Linked DNA regions of Mus musculus: regions 1 and 2 are each linked to region 3. The links are chromatin contacts, called in public HiChIP or PLAC-seq and Micro-C maps. All regions are on one chromosome and are shown on one strand. The core of a region is the stretch at or near the end of the contact, and the rest is flanking DNA. Distances in the headings are between cores, read along the strand shown.

The links. A called contact is a pair of places that touch in the nucleus more often than the background predicts. HiChIP or PLAC-seq counts read pairs in DNA pulled down with a chosen protein or histone mark.
Region 1: an H3K4me3 HiChIP or PLAC-seq map of bone marrow-derived macrophages shows a contact between it and region 3, with 5 times the contacts expected there. The contact joins two enhancer-like sites. A contact is called at or near these places in 3 of 39 promoter capture datasets (the C10 cell line, cranial neural crest and hippocampal neurons), 1 of 484 Hi-C or Micro-C datasets (CD8 T cells) and 3 of 115 datasets of contacts at active chromatin or transcription factors (bone marrow-derived macrophages, memory CD8 T cells and pancreatic cancer cells).
Region 2: a contact with region 3 is called in a Micro-C map of the G1E-ER4 cell line. The contact joins two enhancer-like sites. A contact is called at or near these places in 3 of 484 Hi-C or Micro-C datasets (CD4 T cells, the G1E-ER4 cell line and Th1 cells) and 1 of 115 datasets of contacts at active chromatin or transcription factors (memory CD8 T cells).

The regions. Positions count from the first base shown.
Region 1 is chr15:66,741,081-66,744,289 of GRCm38.p6, reverse strand. It overlaps Tg (thyroglobulin), which reads right to left. Exons shown (of 48, transcript NM_009375.2): 34 at 2,661-2,804. Among named protein-coding and RNA genes, the nearest start is that of Tg, 72 kb to the right of the region's middle. Within about 2 kb of position 1,494, at least 36 of the 459 cell types and tissues checked have an H3K27ac peak or open chromatin away from gene starts, as enhancers often do. A contact at or near this core is called in bone marrow-derived macrophages, where this site is marked.
Region 2 is chr15:67,407,611-67,410,712 of GRCm38.p6, reverse strand. No RefSeq gene overlaps it. Among named protein-coding and RNA genes, the nearest start is that of 1700012I11Rik, 180 kb to the right of the region's middle. Within about 2 kb of position 1,447, at least 59 of the 459 cell types and tissues checked have an H3K27ac peak or open chromatin away from gene starts, as enhancers often do. A contact at or near this core is called in the G1E-ER4 cell line, Th1 cells and memory CD8 T cells, where this site is marked.
Region 3 is chr15:67,044,292-67,047,305 of GRCm38.p6, reverse strand. No RefSeq gene overlaps it. Among named protein-coding and RNA genes, the nearest start is that of Gm31342, 6.2 kb to the right of the region's middle. Within about 2 kb of position 1,740, at least 73 of the 459 cell types and tissues checked have an H3K27ac peak or open chromatin away from gene starts, as enhancers often do. A contact at or near this core is called in the G1E-ER4 cell line, Th1 cells, bone marrow-derived macrophages and 1 more, where this site is marked.

The DNA of each region.
Region 1 (3,209 bases), core at 245-2,744, 300 kb after region 3:
CTGTGCCTGCTATGTTGTAGTTATTCACACATGCTCACTCTGGCCTCTCTAGGATACGCCTATGAAAAACAGCAACATTCTGCTCTTCTCCCGTTCCTCAATGACCAGCACTGCACGTCAGTACAAACACCCAGTGAACTTCGGAAGGGTCCAGCCCAAAGGTGAGAATGCCAGCAACAAGTGTTTATCTCCTCAGCACCTGTCGCTTGCTTTAAGACTGAGAGTTCCTGGAGGTCAGGAAAGCAGGATCACTCTCACTCTGCCATGTGACATAGCAACTTAAGAGGTAAAATTAACTAGGTTCCAGGTCTATCACCCATTTTCTATGCACCCTTGAGCCTCCTGCCTCTCTTGCTTCTACTGACAGGGGAACGAGGATTTAATGCGATAGTGCTCCCAAAGTGCTGGCCTCCAGCATGAAAGCCTCATGAACAGAGGCCAGGCTGTTACAGCACAGTGTTCTTTACATGGCAGTCCTTACTGTTGAGTGACAGTACTGATAAGGCTTTTCATTGTCTGCCACGTGGCTTCTGGTCAGGACTCTTGAGTCCCTACCCTGAGGCACAGAATATGTGTTGGAAGACACTAGCACTCCAGGTTGTCAGATGAAAAGGACCCGAGCAGCTGGAACCTGTTGGAACCAGGAGTACCTTGGGTTCTTATCCTTGCCAGCCTGTCAGGGTGTTGAAATAGCTTGGCGTGACTTCCATCACATTCTGAACAAATAAATTACTGCTTAAGTTTTTTTTTTTCTGTCCAGCTCTTCCATAGTCAAATGAAAATGGAAAGTGGCATTTTCCAGATGCTGGCAGGGTGAAAAGGTGAGAGGATAGACGAGAATGACCTGAGGTGAGCCTAGCTCTGAGGTAGCTTAAGTCTTGAAGCTGTCCATGGAGTCATATAGAACTAATGTATTAGGCAAGCATGCTCCTCTCCTCCCTTGCCCTCAAGATATCTCTGTATGTCTCTAGCCCTAGAGATTTCTCTGTATGGAAATATAAGTCCACAGTGGCAGTTTCATTATACAACTCCCTTTTTTTTTCTTCTTAAAACAATTCAAGCTGTTGAAAGAAAAGAAAAACCCAACAGAGCAACCTCCAATCATGACAGATCAAGGGATTAGTCTGGAAGTAATCATGCCCATACTAACTGCCTCAAAGCTGAAGAACATTTAGGTACATAGCAAGGCTAAGGGATCTCTGCCCTAGAAATCCAAACTGTACCCTTTAGTTTCAACATGGCTTGGACAAAAAGACCACACCAGGAGCAGCTGGTCTGCTATCATGTTAACCTTTTCTAGTTGATAAATCAGTTGCTTGTAAGTTACTCCACTGAGCTCCCATAATGCTAAATATCAAGGCTCACGTAGACCTAGCATGTTTCTGATACACAACAGGCACAGGAAGAATGTCTGTTTTCTCTCATTGCCCAAACTAGGTAGGGAAATGGTGGTTTTCCAGTATGAAGAATATGGAGACCAAAGTTCTACTTCTCTAAGACTTCAGTTGCAGCAATAATTACATAACCCTAGTTTCTAGGGAAGTGTCAAGAACGTCCAGTACTCTCCAGATTCGCTCAGAAAATGAATTGAGAAGGAAGTGACCTATGTGTCAGGTTGGAGACACTGATCGATCCTCTGCTCTGCTTCTCTGTTACTTCCTGAGACAATACTTTTGTCTCTAAGACATCTTCATGAGTTTGCTCCTGAGACACAATCTGATGGCTAGTCTCTTCTAGTTTCCATGCAATTGTCTATACTAATACCATAGACACCCAGTATCTAAGTGTATGGGACCAGTGAGCCTCAGTCACTTGTCCTACTGACAGAAGCTAAGGGGTACTATGAGTCTTACAAAGACCAGCCTGTCCTATAGAGGGAAGATTCTGAGTATAGTTTTATCTAAGCACATACAGAAATATCCACTCCTTTCTTCATTGATTTCAGATTGTTCTCCTAAAACAGACCTGGAAATGAGTCTTAGATAATGCAGCCATTTGCCTTCATGACCCATACAGGCTGTCCTTTCCTGAAATCCTAACTTAAATGCTTAAAAACCTACGCAGGCTGTTCCCTTCCTTCCCTGACACTGCATATAGAACATCATTCCGGCTGACGGTAAAAATTGGCACAGCAGGGAGACCAAGGGATCAGAGTGGACAACTGTTGACTTTGCTGTTTGTCCAGCAACAGGACCTAAGGAGGTTAAGCTTTCTTTCTCCTAATACTTCTGTATTTTCTGAGGCCTCCACTAATGCTATTGCTTTCTCCCTCCAGCAGTGGGGTATTTCTAGACTATGCTGGGCAATTTGATCCTGAATAAAAGGCTTCTAAAGTATACCATGAGCAGCCCCTCTAAAGCAAGTGCAAGTAGCAAATTGAAGAAGCTGCTATGTACCCTAGCTAACTATACCTGTGAACCTGATATTGTTCCATCTTTCCTGAGATCTAATTGGTAATCTTTCCTTTAAGTTTTTTTTCCTTTAAGTTAATGAGCAGTCTCCAAGGCATGTCTTTTCTTCTTAAATTAAATAGAATCCATTTCTATCATTGGTCTCCAGGGAATTCTGACTAATCTTCTTCCTGATCCTAAGACATCATCCTAGTGCAGGCTTGGGATATGGTCAACAGCAGACACATGTGCCAGTAGCAGGTTCCTCACCAGGCTTCTGGTACCACCCAAAGGGATAGGTGTGGACTTCTGTGTCCTCAGAGCCACAGTCCAAAATGCGCCAGGTTGCTCCACTCTCCTCATTGCATGTTTGAATCCCCATGCTGTTCAGAGTCAGACAGGTCACCTCTCCTCCTGGAGGGAGAACACAGGAGTCCAAAAAGGTGGGGCAGTGAGAAATATGAACTAAGTGGGAAGAATTCTGTAAGCCATTGCTCAACAGATGCTGGGACTTCTGTACTATATTCTAGGTGGGGACTTGACCATCCCAACAGCCCCAGATCCACTATTTATAAGCCTATGAGTCCAGAAAAGGAAGTAGCTGCTCCTAACAGAATACCTGTTGATCATGCATAGAAGAGGTGATCTGTATTTGTAAGTATCATTTCACTGGACCTGGTTTACAGGTGAAGATGCTAACTAAGGCCTGGTTAGATTATAAGTGAATTGTCCAGAATCACACCATTAGTAAGTGACTGAGTGAGTGTTCAATATGGATCATGTGATGTATCTAAAGTTCAGCCAACCATGCTGCCTGGA
Region 2 (3,102 bases), core at 198-2,697, 360 kb before region 3:
TCTTCTTAGTCCCTGGGTCAGGTAATTGATATGACCAGATTCTCCTGCACAGGACACAAGTGCAGGAAAGCAAGCAAAAATAAGAAAATGTAAGCTAGCATGTCTGTTTCCACAGGGAGAGAGCTGGTAATTGTACAGAAGTCAAATTTGATCCCTGTGAGAAAGCATGCCATGCTGAATAGAAGTGGCCATTGACATGGAAGAAGGCCACAGACTTCCAAGTGTCCCACAGGGAAATATTCATAGGTGGCCACGGTTAATTGCACTTGTGAGAAAAAGACAGTGAAATACAAAGCAAACTGGAGTTGCCAGGTTTTACACACACAGACACACACAGACACACACACACACACACACAGACACACACACACACACACACACATACACTGTAGGCATTTACCAAAAGAATCAGGTTTAGAGGACTGAGAACTGGTTGGTTGGGTTCTTCTCCTTTTGAAAACAGATGTCATCTGTGATCTTTGCCCACACACTGCATGTGGTAACCCTTCTCACATCCTTTTGCTCCACCCTGAGTCTTATCTTCACTAACCCTTCACAAATGTCAAGCCTTATTTGGTGAAAATGAATGGTGTGGAAAAAAGGCTGAGTTTCACAAGCATGAGGTATCGCTGGGGGAAAGCAATATAATTCAATTCTGGGGATGGATATGAGACTTTCCAAACAGATGAGAAGACAGACAGCCCCCCACCAAGGCTGCCCACAGTTCTGGGATTCTGGCATCTGCCTTCTCACCTTGATAATATCCTTTTGCTGTCCATCAGTATCTTTCTCATCCCCCACAGACAGACATCCTTACATTCCCACAGCTGGAGGAGCATGTCCAAGACCCCCAAAATGCTCATACATGAGCTACACTTTACCTTCAGAGGTCACCATTGTACTCAGCTAACCCAACCACTATGTTCCTGAACAGCCAATATTGAGCAGCACTCTACGGGTCACAGAAATAATGAGAGGCAGGCAAGGAGTGTGACCTTCTGGAAAATGTCAAAGGAAACACCCGAGGGTAGATAGCAAGAGCATCAACTAGGGATCAGCCTATGGCCTGAATCTAACAGGCAACCTATATTTGTACAACTGACATAGTCTAAGAGCCATTTTCACATTTTAAGCAGTTGTAGACAAAAGTTTGAAGAAGAAAAATATTCCGTGATACAAATAAATGACGTGGAATTCAAGTCACTGAGTCTATAAATATGCTTTTACTAAAACACAGCCAGGCTTGCTCACACAGTGTCTGTGACCACTTTGGCACAATGATGACCTGTGAAGTCTTTGATGTGGCCATCCATACTTTCAGGATCCTGATCCTGGCTGTGATCATAATACCCTGTCCCCCTTGCCCTATGCATGGATTTAGGGACCAGCTCACATGGAATCTGTCACCACATACAAAGAACTGACACACATCTACATCTTCCTGTTTACTCAATTCTTCAATAGACAGTTTTTAAATCCACACTACGGGTTAGGTGGCAGAGATGCAAAACCAATCAAAAGAAGACAAGCTCTCCCTGTTTTTGCATGCGTAGAGTCCGATGAATTAACCAATGAAGGCAAGTGTCCGACTACAGCCTTGACCACCATTAGGAAGGAAGCTGCATTGCTAAGTGAGAAGCCAGACCCAGTGGGAGGTTGGGGGTGGGGCAAATCCCTTATAATGTGACACCAAGAGGAGGGGGTGGAAAGGGGACATTAATCAGACAAGGGGAATAGAAAAAGTCGTTCTGGCAGAGACTAGAATATCTGCAAGTTCCAGGAGGGACTGAGCGCGGGGATTTAAACAAAGGGCCACAGGGCTTTAGAGGGGGTCTGTGGGTCTGGAGTTTGATTGGGGCATGGTGTCAAGAGATATAAGACAAGCAGGAGTGGCAAGCAGATGCTCAGTTCTCACTCGTGTTTCTGCTTGTGACTCTCATTTTAGCATTCTTCACTCAGTCCCCAAAGAAACAGCCAGAGAGAACATGAGCAGGAGCCAAATGAGTTCACAAATCCTCAACCCAGTGCTTACAGTATCCAGCCTTGAATGTTTCATTAAGGGGAGTAAGTGAATGTAAATTGTCTGAGCTCTAATTTACTATAACTTGAAAAATATACCCTAAGTGATTTGAGCATCAGGGATATATCTCTGTCAAACAGACATGGGATAGCTCCATCAGAACATTCAGTATGTGTTAGGCCCAGAACACAGTAAGACCCTAACATTTGTTTGCTGTGACTAACTAACTATCACCACCACCATCATCATTGTCACCTTCTTAGAAGGGGGAACAAAATAGCCACGGGAGGAGATACAGAGACAAAGTGTGGAGCAAGGACTGAAGGAAAGGTCATCCAGAGACTGCCCCACATGGGGATCCATCTCACATACAGTCACCAAACCCAGACACTATTGTGGATGCCAACAAGTGCTTGCTGGCAGGATCCTGATATAGCTGTCTCCTGAAAGACTCCGACAGTGCCAGACAAATACAGAGGTGGATGCTCTCAGCCAACCTTTAGACTGAGCACAAGGTCCCTTATGGAGGAGCTAGAGAAAGGACCTAAAGAGCTGAAGGAGCTTGCAGCCCCCTAGGAGGAACAACAATATGAACCAACCAGTATCCCCAGAGCTTCCAGGGACTAAACAACCAACCAAAGAGTACACATGGAGAGACCCATGGCTCCATCTGCATATGTAGCCAAGGATGGCCTTGTTGTACATCTATGGGAGGGGAGGCCCTTTGTCCTGAGAAGGCTCAGTGCCCCAGTGTAGGGGAATGCCAGGACAGGGAAACAGGAGTGGGTGGGTTGGTGAGCAAGGGGAGGGGTATGGTATAGGGGGTTTTCGGAGGGAAAACCAGGAAAGGAGAGAGCATTTGAAATGTAAATAAAGAAAATATCTAAATAAAGAGAGAGAGAGAGAGAGAGAAAACTAAATCATTTCCCAAGAGATCAAGAGCAGGCCACCTTTTTCTCTTTGTTTTCAACATCTTTATGAATTAAATTGTCACATCAGTCTTTCTCTTGTCATTTAAAACCTAGAATCTACAAGAGTACTTCAGAAAGACTGGACCACATCGGCACAGGTCACTTCTCTAT
Region 3 (3,014 bases), core at 491-2,990:
GCATTGGCCTTACTCTGCGGAGAGGTTTTTCTTTTGTAAGATCTTCCCTTTATGATGGCATTAGCTTCCCGGCACGCCTTTTGTATGGTCAAAGTACCTGGATAGTCGTGCAGTCAGTCGTTGGACCTGGCCCACCCAGCTTAACCTCACTCAGAATAATTTGCATTCACGTTCGGTAGGCAGTCACCTCGCACAAAGCCTTTTTTTTTTTTTTTTTTTTTTTTTTTTAGTCACCCACATAATTATTGAATACTGCACTGAAATGGAGGGCATGGACCTGCTTCTGTAGCAATGTCAAACGTAGAAGCTCCAGAACTCTGGGAGCCGAGGACAGTCTGCATCTGGAAAGGGAAAGTCCTTTCTCTTCTTTTGGCCCCCAGGGTCTCTCTGCGCATTTGGTTTGAGTTGAGGAGCAAGCTCCGGAAATTCTGGAAGCCTGGGCTCTCACAGCGGCCTGCCTGAGGCTGAGCCTGGGGGAGGAGAGCAGAAAGGGCCTGGGGGGATGCAGAGACACAAACAAATCTGCAAACAAGGCCAGCATTTGTTTTCTCTGAGAGAAAAAGCCATTCAAGCCCCAGAATGGAACCCAGGGCTTCCTATGGCCCCGAAACCCAGGAAGCCTTGCAGGATCTGTCTCCACAGCCACCTCCACCCTGATTCTGCCTTGTGGCCTGATACTTCCTTGCACCTGTTGGAATAAAGCAGCTGCCTGTCCCCAAGGATCAAGGCTGAGAGCTGTTTGCTCTGGCCCAGCACCGGGGTTGGATGAGGCCTTTCTTCTCCTTCTCTGTCCAACTTTCTCTTCCTCCACGTCTGTGGCTCGAATCCCCAAAGAGGAAAGAGTCCTGATGGCTCTGATACAAAAAATATGAGACCGCTCATCTAGGGAGGAGGAAAATGGGGTAAAAACAACTTTGAGTAACCAGTGACAGGCCCGGGCTAAGCCATCTTCATGTGTAATAGCAGTCCCTGCAGAAAGTAGCACCTCAGATAACAAGCAGCTGGAGGTAATAAAAAAGTTACTCTTTCTAGAACAGTCTATTCCACAAGCACATCCAAGAAAGGTGGCAAGGGAGCAGGAAAAGATCATGGCATTCAATAAATAATGTGTTGGCCCAGCTCCAAGTCCCCATGACATGTGATGATGAAGACTTGTTTAGAAGGAAGGGACAAAGAGCTTAAGCTGCGAATGAGTTGTTTATTTTGTTCAGCTGAATACCTGCAGTCACGTCACGTGAGTGACTGGACCAGAGAGCACACTGCCCTCGAGCCCTTCATGCTCCAGTGTAAGGTCCAAGAGAGACGCTTATGCTTACGTTTTCTCAGCTTGACTTAGTTGAGTGCCTACTATGTGCCAAGGTCCACATCTATCTTTTACAAAACTGGAGGGGAGGGCTAATAAGCAGTGTCACCCAGGGCCACTCTGTGCCTTTGGGGACTGGGAAACCCTACTGTAGAAAATTATCCTTATTGATACAGATATGGATAACAGTGAAAGAAGTAGCATGTCTAGAGGTTATGCAGTGGACAGTCTGTCCAACTGTCTCTAGCATGGTTACTGCCATAAGGCATAAGGAATTCAAGTGGTTTTGGTCCCTTAGAGCCAAGGCTCCATACTGACATGCTAAACAGCAGTTGTCAATGAACGGAAAGGTTACAGTTATTAAAGAGACTACACTGGTGCAGATTCCTGACTTCCTGTAGTCACTCTCCATCTGGTGAGGTAATTATGTTAGAGGCTGTACTGGGTTTACCCTCACTTCCCACAAGACTCCTGTTTTGAGGTCAACCCTCCCCACCGGCTCTCAGAAGTGACTTCCTGTGAAATAGGGTGCAATGTTTATTCTTCCTAGTCAGTGTAAGATCCTAGAAGATTAGTGAGGCACAGCTCTCCCGTCAGGGAGGGAGTGTTCATCCAGAAATGATTGCACCAGGAAGGCTCATTGATTAGAAATTTAAATAATCTATTGGCTTGGGGGTGGGGCATGAAACTTCCTGACTGGTTGCAGAAGATGTGTTCTGGGGGTGATCCCTCCTGGCGCTGTTCTCCCTGCCTCCTCTCCGCCTAGAGGTAAGGAAGTTCCCCCCTCACCCAGAGGTTCAGCATAAACTAAATAACCTGAAACCATGGGCCAAAATAAATCTCTCCTCCCTAAGTTGTTTTCTCAGGTGTTGTGTTCACAAGGGGAGGTGGTCGAGGAAGCTCACACCATAGGCCTGTATGCAGGTAACTGCTCTACTGAAATGGCTCCAGGGCAAGAGGCAGCTGCTTTTTCCAGGAAAAGCCAGAGAGTTGGGAGCCAGAGAGCTGCCCTAGACAACATGTAAGTGAGCGCTCCTGGCCGCATCCCAGTACAACGCTATTTATGGACACTAACATTTGAATTCTGTCATTTTTCAAATGTTAGAAAATATTATTCTTCTGATTCTTTTTTTTTTTTTAATTATTTTTTCAGAAGTATAAAAACCATTCCTAGCTCTCTGGAGCTACAAAAACACACACGGTGCTGAATTTGGGTTGGTGCTCTAGGTCCTGACATTTAGCTTTTCTGGGAAACAACTTAGAGCGAGCCAGGGTTGGGGAGGGGCAGGTTATCAAGCCTGCGCTACCCTTATTTACAGAGGCAGGCACAGAGGACCTGAGTTCTGGGGCGCAGAGTCAGACTTGGGGCACAGTCCCCTCCTCCCAGCCTGAGGGCGGTTGTTTCCAAAACAAAGCCTGCACCCAAGGGCCCTGGCTCAGCTTCCACATAACTATTTTCTGGAGCACTGTGTCTCTGAGCCTCCGAGTGATGGGTTGAGAAGTTTGCTTAGGCCAGGGATGGGGCAAAACAAGCTGAGGGTTGGGATCCTATCACCTTGGTGGTGTGCTTCAATTCCCAGCTCATGCTGGACCACACTAAGTCAGTGAGTACTCCTGCCTCAGCACCCGTCCTCCTGGTGATCCGAACTCAAGGGAGGTGAACTCATTTCATCAGAGACACGCAGCTGTAAAGTGGCAACCTCGAGATTGA